Linked DNA regions of Mus musculus: region 2 is linked to region 1. The links are chromatin contacts, called in public HiCAR-type maps. All regions are on one chromosome and are shown on one strand. The core of a region is the stretch at or near the end of the contact, and the rest is flanking DNA. Distances in the headings are between cores, read along the strand shown.

Region 1 (7,015 bases), core at 1,320-3,819:
GCAGAGACAGAGGACCCCACCCCCACCCCCAGCTACGCGGGCTGGTGAGACTAGCCCTAGGTGAGCTCTGGATTTGCCTGAGAGACTTCCACTCAGTGTATAATGTGAAAGAACAATGGTAGATGACTTTAGACACCAGTCTTAGACCACCCCATTGGCACACAAGTACACACACATAAGTGTGAGTGCACACACACACACACACACACACACACACACAAAGGGAAAAAATACATATAAACACAAAGATGCAAAGCCATGTAAAAGCATTCATAGACTTGCCCATACACAACATATAATGAAACTGGTAAAAAGAGAATAAAATGTTTGTTAGTTGACATGGTTTTAATCTCTTTTACAAACTTAGTATAAAAATCTCACTTTATAGGACTGCTAAAGGATGAATTAAAAAAAAACACTTTAAAAGCTACAAAAATGATGTTTTAAGTAAAGTAAGTGATGTGGGGTGTTGGCTTTGTGCTCACACCTGTTGCTGACTGCAGTTTAAAGTAAGCCCCTGTGTATATATGGATACGTCAGGCCTTCCTTATTCTTTGGGTATGTCTGAAACAACTACAGCTTGAGGAAGTGTCAACCAGTAGTGTCCTTGTTTAAAAAGGAATGCCATATTACTTAAAAGCACGCACACACACACACACACACACACACACACACACAAACAAACAAAAAAGAGCAAACTGAAGCCAGAGCAATGCTTTGTTTCTTTGAATAGACATAGCTCAAGCATTTAGAGGGGGAAGCCTTGTGATCCTAGGAGGCAGCTGAGAATATTAAGAAATGTTCCTACAGGTTTATTGTGCTTCAATAAATCACAAGGATTAAATGCAATACACCACTGAACTGAAAAGACTGTGCACACTGTAGCTACTGTTTACATATGTTCACTGCTTTGTCCTTCATGCAGGAAGACCATATTTCTTAGAATCTTGAAGACTAGTTATCATTATAGAATCAATGCTATCCAATGCGATGGAATGAAAATGATTCTATGTCACTTCCCAGGAGACCAAGGTTATTGCAATTGGCATAAGATCAGCCTGATACAGAAGGAGGTTACTCTCTGAACTCCCAAATCACTGAGGTCCTATGTGGACATACACTATGAACCAGAAAAGAACTTTTGCTGCTGCAAGCCTCTGCGATCTGCCAATCAGTGATCAGCTGTCACCACAGCCTGGCCTGGCCTTCTCTCATTTAATTATGTGTAATTTAAGCAATTTTTGCTGTGACAACACGGACTCAAGAAAATAAATTCAAGCCAACAAAATTCATAGTCTTAATGAGAATAATATGCCCCCTTTGCATCATCTCATGTCAGCTCACATTCCCAAAGGTCTGTTGAACAATGCCTCCACTACAGTGCTTCAACATTCACTGCTATGGTGGAGAAAAGGGGGGCATATGGTTAATGTAGTTTGTCTCCAGTTGACTTGTAAAATATAGCCTTGGAAAATGTCAAATTTTAGGACATTTGTGTGATGCAAAATGAGCAATATTCTAAAGCCAGGAGAGGGTTATTATATTGCTTTCATTAGTGCTAAGAAAAATTCAACTAAAGATGTTGGTTTTAATGGCTGAAAAATAGAAACCGCTTACTCTTAATTACAGAAAAGATAGCCACGGAAAGTTTCATTAATATGTTAAATGACACCATTAAAAGGGGTGTGCATGAGCTGGGGAGATGGCATGAGGAAAGCTCTTACCATGCAAGCTTGAAGTTAAACCTGAGGAACCTACATGAGGCTAGACTTGGGAGATGAAACTGCCCTCCTAGCACTCAGACAATAGATGGGAGTCACAGAAAAGAGATCCCCTGGAAGCCCAGAGCTGGGTAGCATGGTGTGCTCAGCTGCAAACAGGAGGCCTTGTCGTTATTAAAGTAGACAGTAAGGACCAACAGAGAGGTTGTTCTCTGAGCTGCACACAATGCTATGGCAAGGGGGTCCCCATAGTTACATACACACAGATAGTGAGTGTTTCTCTTAGCTCTACTATGGCAGAAGACAAAGTATTCTTGGCATGGGGTAGAAAGAAAGGGAACTCATCTTACGTGGTAGAAACATGGAGTTCTGGATGGGGGCTATGTCTACTTCAGAACAGTCAACCAAGAAGAGCAACCGAATGCTGTTCCTTTGGTCCCCTTTCTCCACCATGCCTGAAACTGAGCAAGCTTCTTCCGTGGCTTCCTCGAGGGGTTAAGTGGATCAGCTAACCATCTATAAACTCTCTGGAGACTGTTCTGTGCCCCACCCCTACTTCTCCCTGTTTTGAGGAAGACCAGAAGAATACTGAGAGCCCACCTGCCACCAAATTCCCAGACACTGAAATCCTATAGTACTAATGGCATCTGGTCTGAAGACAAACTACTTAATAAAGTTGAGTTACTCAGTCAAAAGTTAAGTGTAAGCATTTTTTCCCTGTTGGAAACTGTTCAGGGCCAAAGCTTTTATTAAAATCCAACTAAAGTTTCCATGAGGCTGTTTAGCATCACAAAAGCTATGAATCTCGACAGAGTTCCAACAGCGGTGAGGCAAGAACTGCTTTCTGCAGCTAAAGAGGCTTTGTTCTTTCAACTTCCTCCCGACTCAAAACCCAGCTCTCCCTTCCCCCACGTGATCCTGGTGGTCTCACCGCACCTCCCTGGGGCTGCCAGGAAAAAACAATGCTTGTCTTTAATCTCTCACTCACATTTCTAATCTGGCATTCTGATTAAAACTTACAGATATCCAACGTCATGCCATATGTGTTTTTGGAGGGAAAAAGGAGACAAGAACACATTTATCTTGAGATACCCTCAGGACCTTTCTCTTCTTCCTTAAGGACCCATGTAACATGTGTAAGCTAGAACTCTCTTTGGTGGGAGTAAAACTGCATTTGACCTTTGAACATACAGAGCTTTGTCCCTGTGGGAGGGTAAAATGATGGCCCAAGCTACCTAGGACACCTGGAAAATCCCAGTGACAAACTATTCAAGCAAGGCTCAGGAGGAAGACTGTGCACTGACAGCGGCTGTTTAGAATATGAAGAGAAAGGATAATGTCTGTTTCACACTAGGAAGACCACACGCCAAGGCACACGTGAAGAAAGTCATCTAGACAATGGTTAAATGTTAAAGCCCTTCAGGAACTTTAAGAGTGTAGACCCCACACAAACATCCACTGAGATGCATGCACACACCCCCCCCACACCCCCCCCCCCCCCCCCCCGTTATCCACCCAGGAGTAAAGCAGAAAAATGTAGAAAGGACCACACAGGAGAATGTGAATTAAATACTTTGGCTTACAGAATTGCTACTTCATCTAGATCCAGGGGTGAAGGACCTGCTAAAGTCCCCCACAAAATATGCCACCTGAGGAGCAACAGGCTTAAGGTGGCAGCAGAGAACAACGGTGATACACTGATTGCCTTTTTCTTTGTTAAGGGCCAAGACAGAGGTGCTCAGCTATGACTACTAGTCAAGAAAGATGATTTTGTTTTCCTGAAAAAGGAGTTCAGATGACAGAATTATGGCATTTTCCTAGTGAGGTTCTATCTCAATGGCCCCATTTGAGGAGAAGTCCCATTCTCATTTCAACTAGGCAGCATCTGTTTAACAATAAGGATAGCTACTTTCAAAAAATAAAATAATTAATGATGTTTTACAGTCTCCAGAAGAACATATTAATTATGTCTCATAACCAAATAGACATACATTCAATATCCTGGCCAGTTTTTTCTGGGGTTCTTGTTTCATTTCTCACATGGAGGTTTGCCCTGAGAATGACCAAACTTTCCTTTTCTAATGAGTTACGCAGCTTTACTTATAGCACAGAGAGCAAGTACTGAATCAAGTGTGACAGCAAAGCAAGGGACTTCTTCCTGCTCAGACTGTAGAGGTCTTTTGGCTGCACCAGAACACCATAGCCCCATTCTCTTCTCTATGGCATAACAGCCTTGTTGAGAACACTCCGTCGTCCTTACTGTTTGTTTTCATAATACTGTGTGGAATTAGAAGTTAAGGGTTTTCCCTCAGGTTGTGTTTGAAGGGATGGACCAAGCTGAGGGGGAAAGACACCATCAAGGATCATGTTCAGAACTCACATGCTCTTTCTATGGCTTTCTTGTTTTTTCTGTCAGGAAATGTGACTGCATTAATTTATGGTTTACTCTTCAGGGCCAGTCAGAATGTAGAAAAGCTTGTTTCTCATTAAAAATTTCTGTTTCTTTAAAACTCTTAGTCCAAAATCATTGAAGTATTCATGCAAAAGCTCTAAAGGAAGAGGAAAAATGACTTACTTTCTTCTTTCTTGCTAATTATGGCGGGTAACGTGTAAATCTAGAGAAGAAAGGACATCAATTAGTTACTGCCATTTATGGCCACCCAGAATATTGGCAAGGTGATGCTTACCTAAAAACAAAAATCCAGGGACCAGGCTTGCAGTCCACCAGCTGACCAGGGCCTAGGCTGGCAGTCCACCGACTGATTCCAGGGTGTTCCCATTTGTTCAGCTTATCTACTGACCCCTGCTATGGGTATATCTTTGATGGTCCAACCTGAGCTAAGTTCTGCCCTTCTCCATCTGACTTGGGCATTTCACTCTCTTTTCCAGCTCATGCTTACAGCACCTTCTTCTGGAAGTGTCTCTCACCATGAAATTCATCTGACTTTGCTCCTTCCTCAAACTTACTTCATGTGGGCACAGTCTTGTTGGCATTGCTGACATCACAAACTACGCCTGCATCTGTTCTAGGTCAGGACTTCTTAGCTATTTGTTAAAAGTTTTTCAGAAATTTAAAATCTACTGATTGAAAGTTTTGATTTTTGATGGACTGACATTATAAAAACAACAACACAGTAGAAAAAGAAAATAACATAGAGCCAAATCCTTTTACTACTTAGTTTTGTAGGCTTGAAATCACACCTTTGTGTGCTTAGTGCTTAAAGTTTAGACTCTAATCTTTAGAGTCTAAACTGGACTCTCAGTGCCTGGCACATCTGACTGTGACCTAGGAACAGGGTTTGAGGGAGGGTCTCAGGGTCCGCAGAACATGCTAGCTAGTGCTGTTACTCAGGCATTAGCTTGGATTGTTCTTGGTCTCTGCCACCAGCAGAATCTTCTCTAGTGATGGAGTGGTATCTGTTTTTTCTATGTGCTCTCCTTCTATGACCCGAGAACAGTGTTCAGTAAGGAAGCAAAGAGCAACAAGTAGCTCCTCTCTTCCCTGCATAAAGCTCCCTGGTGTTTGTGAGTAAATTACTACACAGAGACATCAAAACGACTATTACAGACAAGATGTGCATCACATGGGGATGGCTCCCACCACAGCTCTGGTAAATTGCTGGTCTTTAAAGAGAGGCCTAGACCACAGGATGACCCCACACATATTCCTAATAAAATGAGGCAAGACATGAAACCAAATTCACGACTGTAAATGCTTTAAAGTAATTTTAGAATTGTACATTGGTCCTGGAAATCTCCCTGAAAGACAAATAACAAGTAGGAGTTACATGCTAATGACTGAGGAGACACCAGGAAAACAGGACAGGCCGTTCTCTTTGTTACTTTAATGCTTCCAGTTATATTGTATACACATAAAAAGGAAATACAGAGGTGCTTTGTAAGTTTTAAAGTGAAACAAAAATTAGATATGGCGTCACACTCTTACCGGTTCTTTCCCATCCATGGCCTCCAGCCAGAGCTTCCGGTTAGCTTCAGAGAATGCCTGTAGCGTAATGATGCCATGCCTATCAATAGACAGACACTATACATGTGACATTTATTCTACTGTGCCTTGGCTAATTTTCTACAGCATTTGTTAATTTTCATGTCCTTGATTAATTAATTATAAAGTCATAATTTGGAAAGAAAAGATTAGAAGAATGAAGAAAATGGAAAAAGAAAACTTGAAGGTTTGTTTTACAGCCCTTTTCAGGAAAAGTCATGCATGACACTCACACATGTCACTCACACATGACAGACACTCACACATGACACACATGACACTCACACCCATACGTGCACTCACACGCATGCATACACACATATACTCTCAAACACATACCTGCTCACATACATACGTGGAAACCCAGATACTCATACACATCTACACATGTGGACACCCATAGACAGACACACATATACACACTTACAAGCACACACATGCGCACACACTTTTTAAATTTAAATGATGACAGATAAGTCATGAATGTATTGAGTACAGGGTTATCTGAAGGAATTAATTCAAAGTTTCCCCCGAAAAGGTCAAAAAGATGGCAAATGCATATCCACTGTTACTCAGTCACCTGCTATTCAACAGAGAGTGATTAAGCTCATGAGCCTGACATGGGACCAGTCAGTCACTAACAATGACTTAGCTCACAACTAGCCAATGGTCCATAGCGTTTTTCTGCACCGTGATCACAGTATTAAAATGAAGTCCCCAAAATAATTCTCACGCCAGGCATGCTGTGTATGTCTGCACTGGTAGGCTGAGACCAGAGAATCACAAGCCCAAGGCCAGCATGGCTTACACAATGAGTCTGAGTCCAGACTTGGACTACAAAATAAGATCCTGTCTCGACAATGTCCCCAAATTTCTTCCATGCAGTCACTGTGAAAAATTACTTAAGGATATATTTCCAGATAAAAGAAGGCACCAAATAAAGGGGAGTTGAGGGTGATATAAAACTTATAGATTAGCTCATGTACAAGAATTGATATAAACCCATAATTCCCCTGCAAAACACTGGGAACTTTCACTACTTATATGAAATGATTAAAAAGCTGGAATAGCCGGGCGTGGTGGCACACGCCTTTAATTCCAGCACTCGGGAGGCAGAGGCAGGCGGATTTCTGAGTTCGAGGCCAGCCTAGTCTACAAAGTGAATTCCAGGACAGCCAGGAATACACAGAGAAACCCTGCCTTGAAAAACAAAAAAACAAAACAAAACAAAACAAAAAAGTTGGAATAGCATAATCTGTCAACAAATAATTTGCATTTCTTCTGTAAATAT
Region 2 (7,015 bases), core at 2,709-5,208, 210 kb after region 1:
GTTCCAGGACAGCCAGGGCTACACAGAGAAACCCTGTCTCGAAAAACCAAAAAAAAAAAAAAAAAAAAAAAAAAAGAGTGGAGATTTTGAGTCACACATCTTGAACAAAACTTGAGTCACTGTTATCATGAACATTATCAAACACAGATATAAAGTACATGACAAAATAAGCAGAAAACCATAGCAATGAGGTTTGTAGCTACTAAGTTTATAGCTAGCATACCTGGGATTCAAACTTAAGTCAAGCTCAAAATGCTGAACCATAAGCCTGTCCCTCAGAGTGGACACAAAAATGTGTAATAACACAGGTATTTTATACATATTTAAAATACAATCACATGAGCCTGTCAGACCAACAGCTATGGAAACTGAAGGCAAGAAGATCAATCAAGCTGAGGCATTCAAACCTATCCTGGGCAACATATTGAGATCTCATGGGGGGGCGGGGGGGATGGCTGCTTTTCCAGAGCACCTGAGTTTGATTCCTACCACCCACATGGTGACTCACAACTGTCTAAAACTTCAGTCCCAGAGGACATGACACCTTCTTCTGACCTCTGAAGGCATGGAGAGTACATATGATATACACATCTACAGAGGCAAACATTCCTACACATAAAATACAATTTTAAACTCAGTATGGTAGTACAATCCTGTGATCCCAGAACTGGAGAACTTGTAACAGATGCATTTTAAATCAAGGCCTATCTGAGTTACATCGTGACACATTGTCTCAAAGTACAAAGAAACAACATCAACAACCACAAAAAGCCCACAGAATAAAACTTTCTAGTTGAATATATGAGCAATCTTACAATCAACTAAAGAAACTTGGGTCAAGAAGCATGTGTGTAATCTTATTGAAACAGGCGTGCTATACATAAAAACCAAAACAACAACAAAAAAAGTATGTACAATTATTATAGTGCCGTGAGACAATAATACCAGGACTCCAGAGGTAGAAACAGCAAGATAGAGAGCTCAGAGCCAGCCTAGGCTACATAAGGATCTGCCACAAACAAACAAACAAACAAACACAATGCATAGAGAAAAAGTTACTATATAATTGAGAATAGAAACCAGACACTGATATCATTAGTTAAACAGGGTTATATTAGAAAATCATTAGTGAAACAATGTTTAGTTAAAATGCTGAAATGGACCATAGGCTTAACAATTAAACTAGTTGAAAACCCCCTCAGAAAGGTGAGGAAAAGTCAGAAGGGCAACTGGAGGATCAGGGCTCCCTCAGTGAGACTGGGAAAGCACTAAGACAACTTCAGAACCTTCAAACAAGGTAGTGGGATCCCAGCAGCTTAAGAGGGAGGGTGTCTAGCAGCAGTGGCCTGGCCTGAAGGATCCTCCATACGGAAGACTGTATTGGTGAGCAACAGGCAGTACTCTACTGTGACCTCAAGGACTGTTTGCTTCCCCATTTGATAGCTGATACTGGGGGGTGTGTGTGTGTGTGTGTGTGTGTGTGTGTGTGTGTGTGTGTTGGCTTGCCTGTGATCATCTGAAGTGTCTTGGGAATTTCTTCTCTCCTTCCACCACAGGTTCCGGAGTGTGAACTCAAGTGGTCAGGCTTGCATGGCATGCATGGTTACCCACCGAGCCAACTCACAAGTTCTGGGAATTCTTTGGTAAGAAATAAAACATTTCTTTCATAATGAAAGAAGTAATAAGTGCGTGTTAGTTACAAGAATGCACTGTCATGCCGGGCGTGGTGGTGCACGCCTTTAGTCCCAGCACTTGGGAGGCAGAGGCAGGCGGATTTCTGAGTTCGAGGCCAGCCTGGTCTACAAAGTGAGTTCCAGGACAGCCAGGGCTACTCAGAGAAACCCTGTCTCAAAAACCCAAAAAAAAAAAAAAAAAAAAAAAAGAATGCACTGTCATCACACAGCATTCTGGAAAGATAACAGGTTTATACATTTAAGGGCATACGGCTGGTTTCATGAGGCAGGGTCTCAATATGTCCAGCCTAGTCAGGGCCAGCCTACAGGCTGCATTTGTCTCAGGGTAGCTGTGGATGCAGAACAGTAGATCTTCAAATAACAATATCAGAAGGTTGGGCATTCCTGTTATTCTCTAGGTCTTGATACACTCACCACTTCCTCTGGTGTGCATGACAGAACAGCTCTAACAGGGCTGAGAAACACATTGCCTTTATAAAGCTAAGCTGAAGAATCCCAGGGAAGTGTGCAACAGCACCAGTGAAAAAACACACGTGTCAGGAAGTATTTCCAACGTGCGAAACACCAAATGCAGAGCACCTGAGATCCCAAGTGTAGTCAGCCTGCCTAGCATAACACACCAGGAATGGTTTAGCCTCTATGAGGAGGCATCCCTGGCGAGGAGGGTTCCCTAGTAACAACTCAAGGAACTGCAAAGAAGCATTGCACATTGTCACAAACCACAGTAAATAATCATTATCATAGTAGTCTCAAATCCCAATTAATTGACAATGGGCATTCCATCTGTGCAATTACAGCAACCCTGAACATGTCCTGGGGACTACCAGATCACCCAGAGGCCTCTCCATCCTGTAAGCGCCCTCATAAGAGGCCAGAGTCCGAAGCACTTCTCTTTTCAGAAGCTGAAGCCTTCCCAATTTTCCATGTAAGACACAAGTGGATTCTGGGAAAGGCAATGGTTAACGTTTAGCGTGTACTAAGTAATCCACTTGGTTCTCAGTATGAGAAAGCTTGAGTTGTAATAATGGAAGGGGAAGTTCTAAAGGAGAAACGAGTAAAGAATATCCTGAAGGGAGAAGTGTGGGAAAGATACTGACATCTACCAGGTCTGACTGAATGTAGACCTGAGCTCTCACCAATGACCAACACTGCACACCACACGATGCAAGCCAAAATTTAATACGAACAGAACACTCACAAGGGCTTTAAAATACACGGGTACCCTATTGGGTCCAAACAGCTTACCAATGGCCAAACTGCAGACGTGTATTTTTAAAAGGTCAAATCAATGACGAGTCATTGTTGTATGAAATTACTTTTCCTAAAGTATTATTAAATTCACTAGCTTCACTTTAACTCTCCAGACTCCCTTGTTTCCACTCTTCCCAGAGAGTTTGGCTTGCTTTGATTTGTTGTTGTTGTTGTTTGGTTTGTTTGTTTTGTTTATGAGACAGGGTCTCACTCTGTTGCCCTGACTGGCGTGGCTCTCTCCACCACCTTAAAACGAAAAATCAAAACAATTTAAAACAACAACAACAAAACCAACCCCCCACCAAAAACAACAACAACAACAACCAGGCACCGAAACTTTAGCAACAACAAACAAAAGTGAAAGTCTCTACCAACTTTTCACTGACAAGTCTCAAAAGTTGACTCTCAAGGGCTGTAGGGGAAACTTTTCCTCCCCAGTGTTGCCTGGGAAGTAAATCCGCACCACTAAGAACAGACTTTGTTGGCCACCAGCAGGGGAGCTCTTCAGCTTTTGTCCCCAATCCATTCAAACAAAAGAAGTTCGGTCTGGGGCTTCCCAACCAGGGTCCCGCACCCCATGGGGTCTTGCACACTTGGGGGCCCGTCACTCACTTCTCAGCGCCCCGATGAGCAGAGAGCCATCCTTCAGCAGCTCTTTGATGAACTTGTTGGTTCTCTCCAGCTCGATCTCGTGACACTGCAATCGCTCCCTAAAATCCGGGCTGTCCAAATACGAATCGCTGAACTCCAGAGTGGGCAGCCCCATGGCCCAGGCGCGGCGGCCGCTAGCTGCGGCGGGTGCGGGGACACTGCGAACGCGGGGGAGCGCTGGGGAGAGCGGAGGACTGGGCCCCGCGCGCCGGGCTCAGTGCAGCTGCCCCGAGGCCGGGCGGAGGCTCCGGGCGCTGTCACCGGCTCGCATCGTCGCTCGCTCGCACCGTGGGGGTGGCGAGGCTACAAGCTGTAGCGCAGAGGAGTCTTCTGACAGCGTCACTCGCTGACCCTGGGGACAGTGGCGCGCGCTTAGCTGGCGGCGCCTCACGGCGACTCGGGCCCGTAGGGAAACCCGCCCCCTGTGCGGAGCGCACGCGGGCCGGCCTGCAGCTCCCGGGCAGACCCTCCTCCACCCTCCCCGCCCCTCGCTGTCCCCGCCCGGTCCCCGCCCGGTCCCTGCGGTGCGCACTTTGCTCCCCGCACCCAGCACTGCTGTGTTGTAGCCTCACCCGATTCCTACCCGTCCCCGTCTGGGCCCACTGAGAGCGCCAGGCCCTGTGCGCCCCAAACCATCTCCAACCCCCAGCGTCCCCCTCAGGAACAGTCTGACTCCCACGTTAACCCCTGCGGGAACTACCACTTCCCAGCCGGTTCAAGTTTCACTTCAGGGTCCTGCCCATAAGTCCAAAATAGAAAGGATGTCCCGCCTGACTCCCAACCCCGCTGCATTGACCCATCAGTGAGGTGTGTTGGGTGTTATCCCTCAGTCTGTAAGAAAGGGGAATTGATTTTATTAACTCATTTCACATGTTATATACCCCTGTTTTAGTGTCTCTAATTGACACCTGGGTGGGTGGACCTACAAGTTCAGAGACTTTCATCGACTTGACCTGATCAAGCATTTCAAAGGAATCATTAATTCCTTTGGTGGTGGTGGTAGGTAATACCTGCATTCAACTGGCTGAAGCAGGAGAATTGCCAAGAGTTCAAGGCCAACATGGACTACACAGAGAAACACTGTCTCTGAGATGAATATATATATATGAATTCCTGCAAAGAGTCAATTAGCAGAGGTTGACCTAATAAATGTGCGTTCTGTTGAAACCCTGACAACAAAATAACCTACTATTTTATGTCATCCTGCACTCACCTGTAGCTTTTTTGAGAACTCCGTTACTTTTCTTAAGGATCTGTTTTTAATTTCTACATTTCCACTGCTTTGTATATTTGAACCATCTGTTTTTAAAAAAGAAAGGAAGGAAGGAAAAAAGAAACTTGTACAAATCATGGGAAAATCCACTGAAGTGCTTTACATTTTTTCCCAATTAAATTTCAGGAACCTTTAGCTGCAATTTTTTTCAGCCATACAATAACATTAAAAGTAGCATGTAAACAGCCAGGAATGGTGGTGCATGCCTTTAATCCCAGCACTCGGAAGGCAGAGGCAGGTGGATTTCTGAGTTCGAGGCCAGCCTGGTCTACAGAGTGAGTTCCAGGACAGCCAGGGCTACCCAGAAAAACCCTGTCTCGAAAAACCAAACAAACAAAACAACAAAACAAAACAAAAAGCAAAAATAGCATGTAAACTTTAAAACAGACAAAACCATGTAAACAGTATGCTTGATGACTTTTTTTAAATTCTCATTTTAAAAGCTTACATCCATATTTTTAGTACGAGTCTGCACACTTTAGAAATGTGTGATGACAGTTCTATACATTTTCTTTTTGTGATATTTATTTCTAGGGATGGGAACACACATCTGAACAGTGGAAGTCAAGGGACACTCGGCTGTAACTGGTTCCTTCCACAAGGGATAAACCAGGGATTGAACTCAGATTCTCTGGCCTAGCAGCAATCACTTTTGTCAGCTGAGCCGTCTTGCCAGCCCTCATCTTAGCTATTTTAATTTCTGAGTGTGGAGCTTGTCTGTCAGTTTCATAGATGCCTCATTTGGAAGTACAAGGGAAGGCAATAATACTGTTCATCAACTATGAAGGGGCTATAGTGAGCTAGTTGTCTTTCAAGTACTGTGATTTAACCATTTGTCACACAAACTGAAGGACAGAAAACCAGCAATGGTTAACAAATGGTATACTCACAACTTTTTTATGTAGCTGCTGTTCTAAGCACCTAAATGTTATGATCCAGTTTGAAACATTATAAAGCAAGAAAATGGCTTCTGTCTCATAACTGCCTTATAACCAATTCTGTGGATTGCTTTGATAAGCAGCTTTTAGTTGTTGGTGAGGTTTCTGCGGGAGTCTTATAGGCAGCTGTAGTCTAGATTCTAATACCTGGGTTATCATTCCCTCAAGCATAGAGGTAATCGTGTTTTAAGCTGACTATCTACACCACTGGGACCCAGGTAACATGATTTATATGAGAAGGCAGAAATATTGGAGCATCCTGCATGACCCTGAGCGCTTCTCAGGAAAGAAAATCCAGAAAATGACCAAGTATATTCGTTGCAACGGGTTGGGTATGCAGGAGCTGGGCAGGGGTGCCTACCGACCCAGGGGCTTCCACTGAAGCCCATCTGAGCAGTGATGTAAGACAGCACTGTGTGTCTACCCTTCACCCAATAGGATCGAACTGCAGTGTATTATTATGAGTGGACACTTTCCTGCACTGCTCTGTTACTGGTGACTCAGTCTGTGATTCATGCTTTAATCATACTTGTTAGTCTAGCCTTCTCCCATGCCACATTAACCCAGCTATCTGAAACATTAGAAATGGCTCAGCTTTTAAACAGATTTACTAAAAGTTTTGAACAATAATAAATGAACCAGATTCCATGCAAATGGCGGTGTTCAAAGGGTAAGCTCTCCAAATCGGCAAGTGTAAAGTCTCATCTGAAATTTCACTGCACCGAAATGGAGCCTTTCCAGAGACTTCCACTTGTGCAGTACGTGGCATTGTTGGCTGCACAGATATTACAGGCTGAACACACCCTCTGGCACTGACCTGGATATTGGCACAGTGAAATGTCTCTGTTTTCTTCATAGAGCAGTGAGGAGTGGAGCTGTGTGCTTGGATTCAAGAGTGATAGGTAGTTGAGGCGTGCAGCAGATGCAGTGCTGTGGGTCTGTCCTAAATCTTTGCCTTGATCCACATAGATGCCTCCAGAAGTGTTTCTGTGAAGGTATTATTTTGCAGTTACTGAGAACAGACATTTCTTTAAGATTAACTTTTATTTCATAACTAGGTATATAAATATATGTGTGTGTGTGTGTTTGCACATGCCATGTGTACATGTATCCTTGTAGACCAAAAGAGGTTGATGAATCTCCTGCAACTCGAGTTGTTCCACCAAACTCTGATCCTCTCCAAGAGCTGTGTGTGTCCTTAACCACTG

What was found. HiCAR-type assays count read pairs that join an accessible place to other places.
Region 2: a contact with region 1 is called in a HiCAR-type map of embryonic stem cells, with 2.5 times the contacts expected there. The contact joins the promoter of Arhgap42 here to the enhancer-like site in region 1. A contact is called at or near these places in 3 of 39 promoter capture datasets (liver and neural stem cells), 1 of 484 Hi-C or Micro-C datasets (embryonic stem cells), 1 of 115 datasets of contacts at active chromatin or transcription factors (embryonic stem cells) and 1 of 9 other capture datasets (adipose tissue).

Annotation. Positions count from the first base shown.
Region 1 is chr9:9,025,127-9,032,141 of GRCm38.p6, forward strand. Arhgap42 (Rho GTPase activating protein 42) reads right to left here. Exons shown (of 24, transcript NM_001372563.1): 11 at 5,668-5,746; 12 at 4,297-4,336. Among named protein-coding and RNA genes, the nearest start is that of Pgr, 130 kb to the left of the region's middle. Within about 2 kb of position 2,570, at least 24 of the 459 cell types and tissues checked have an H3K27ac peak or open chromatin away from gene starts, as enhancers often do. A contact at or near this core is called in embryonic stem cells and neural stem cells, where this site is marked.
Region 2 is chr9:9,235,069-9,242,083 of GRCm38.p6, forward strand. It overlaps Arhgap42 (Rho GTPase activating protein 42), which reads right to left and starts at 3,959. Exons shown (of 24, transcript NM_001372563.1): 1 at 3,558-3,959. The coding sequence starts at 3,711. It overlaps Gm16833 (predicted gene, 16833), which reads left to right and starts at 1,220. Exons shown (of 4, transcript NR_045754.1): 1 at 1,220-1,383; 2 at 1,557-1,643.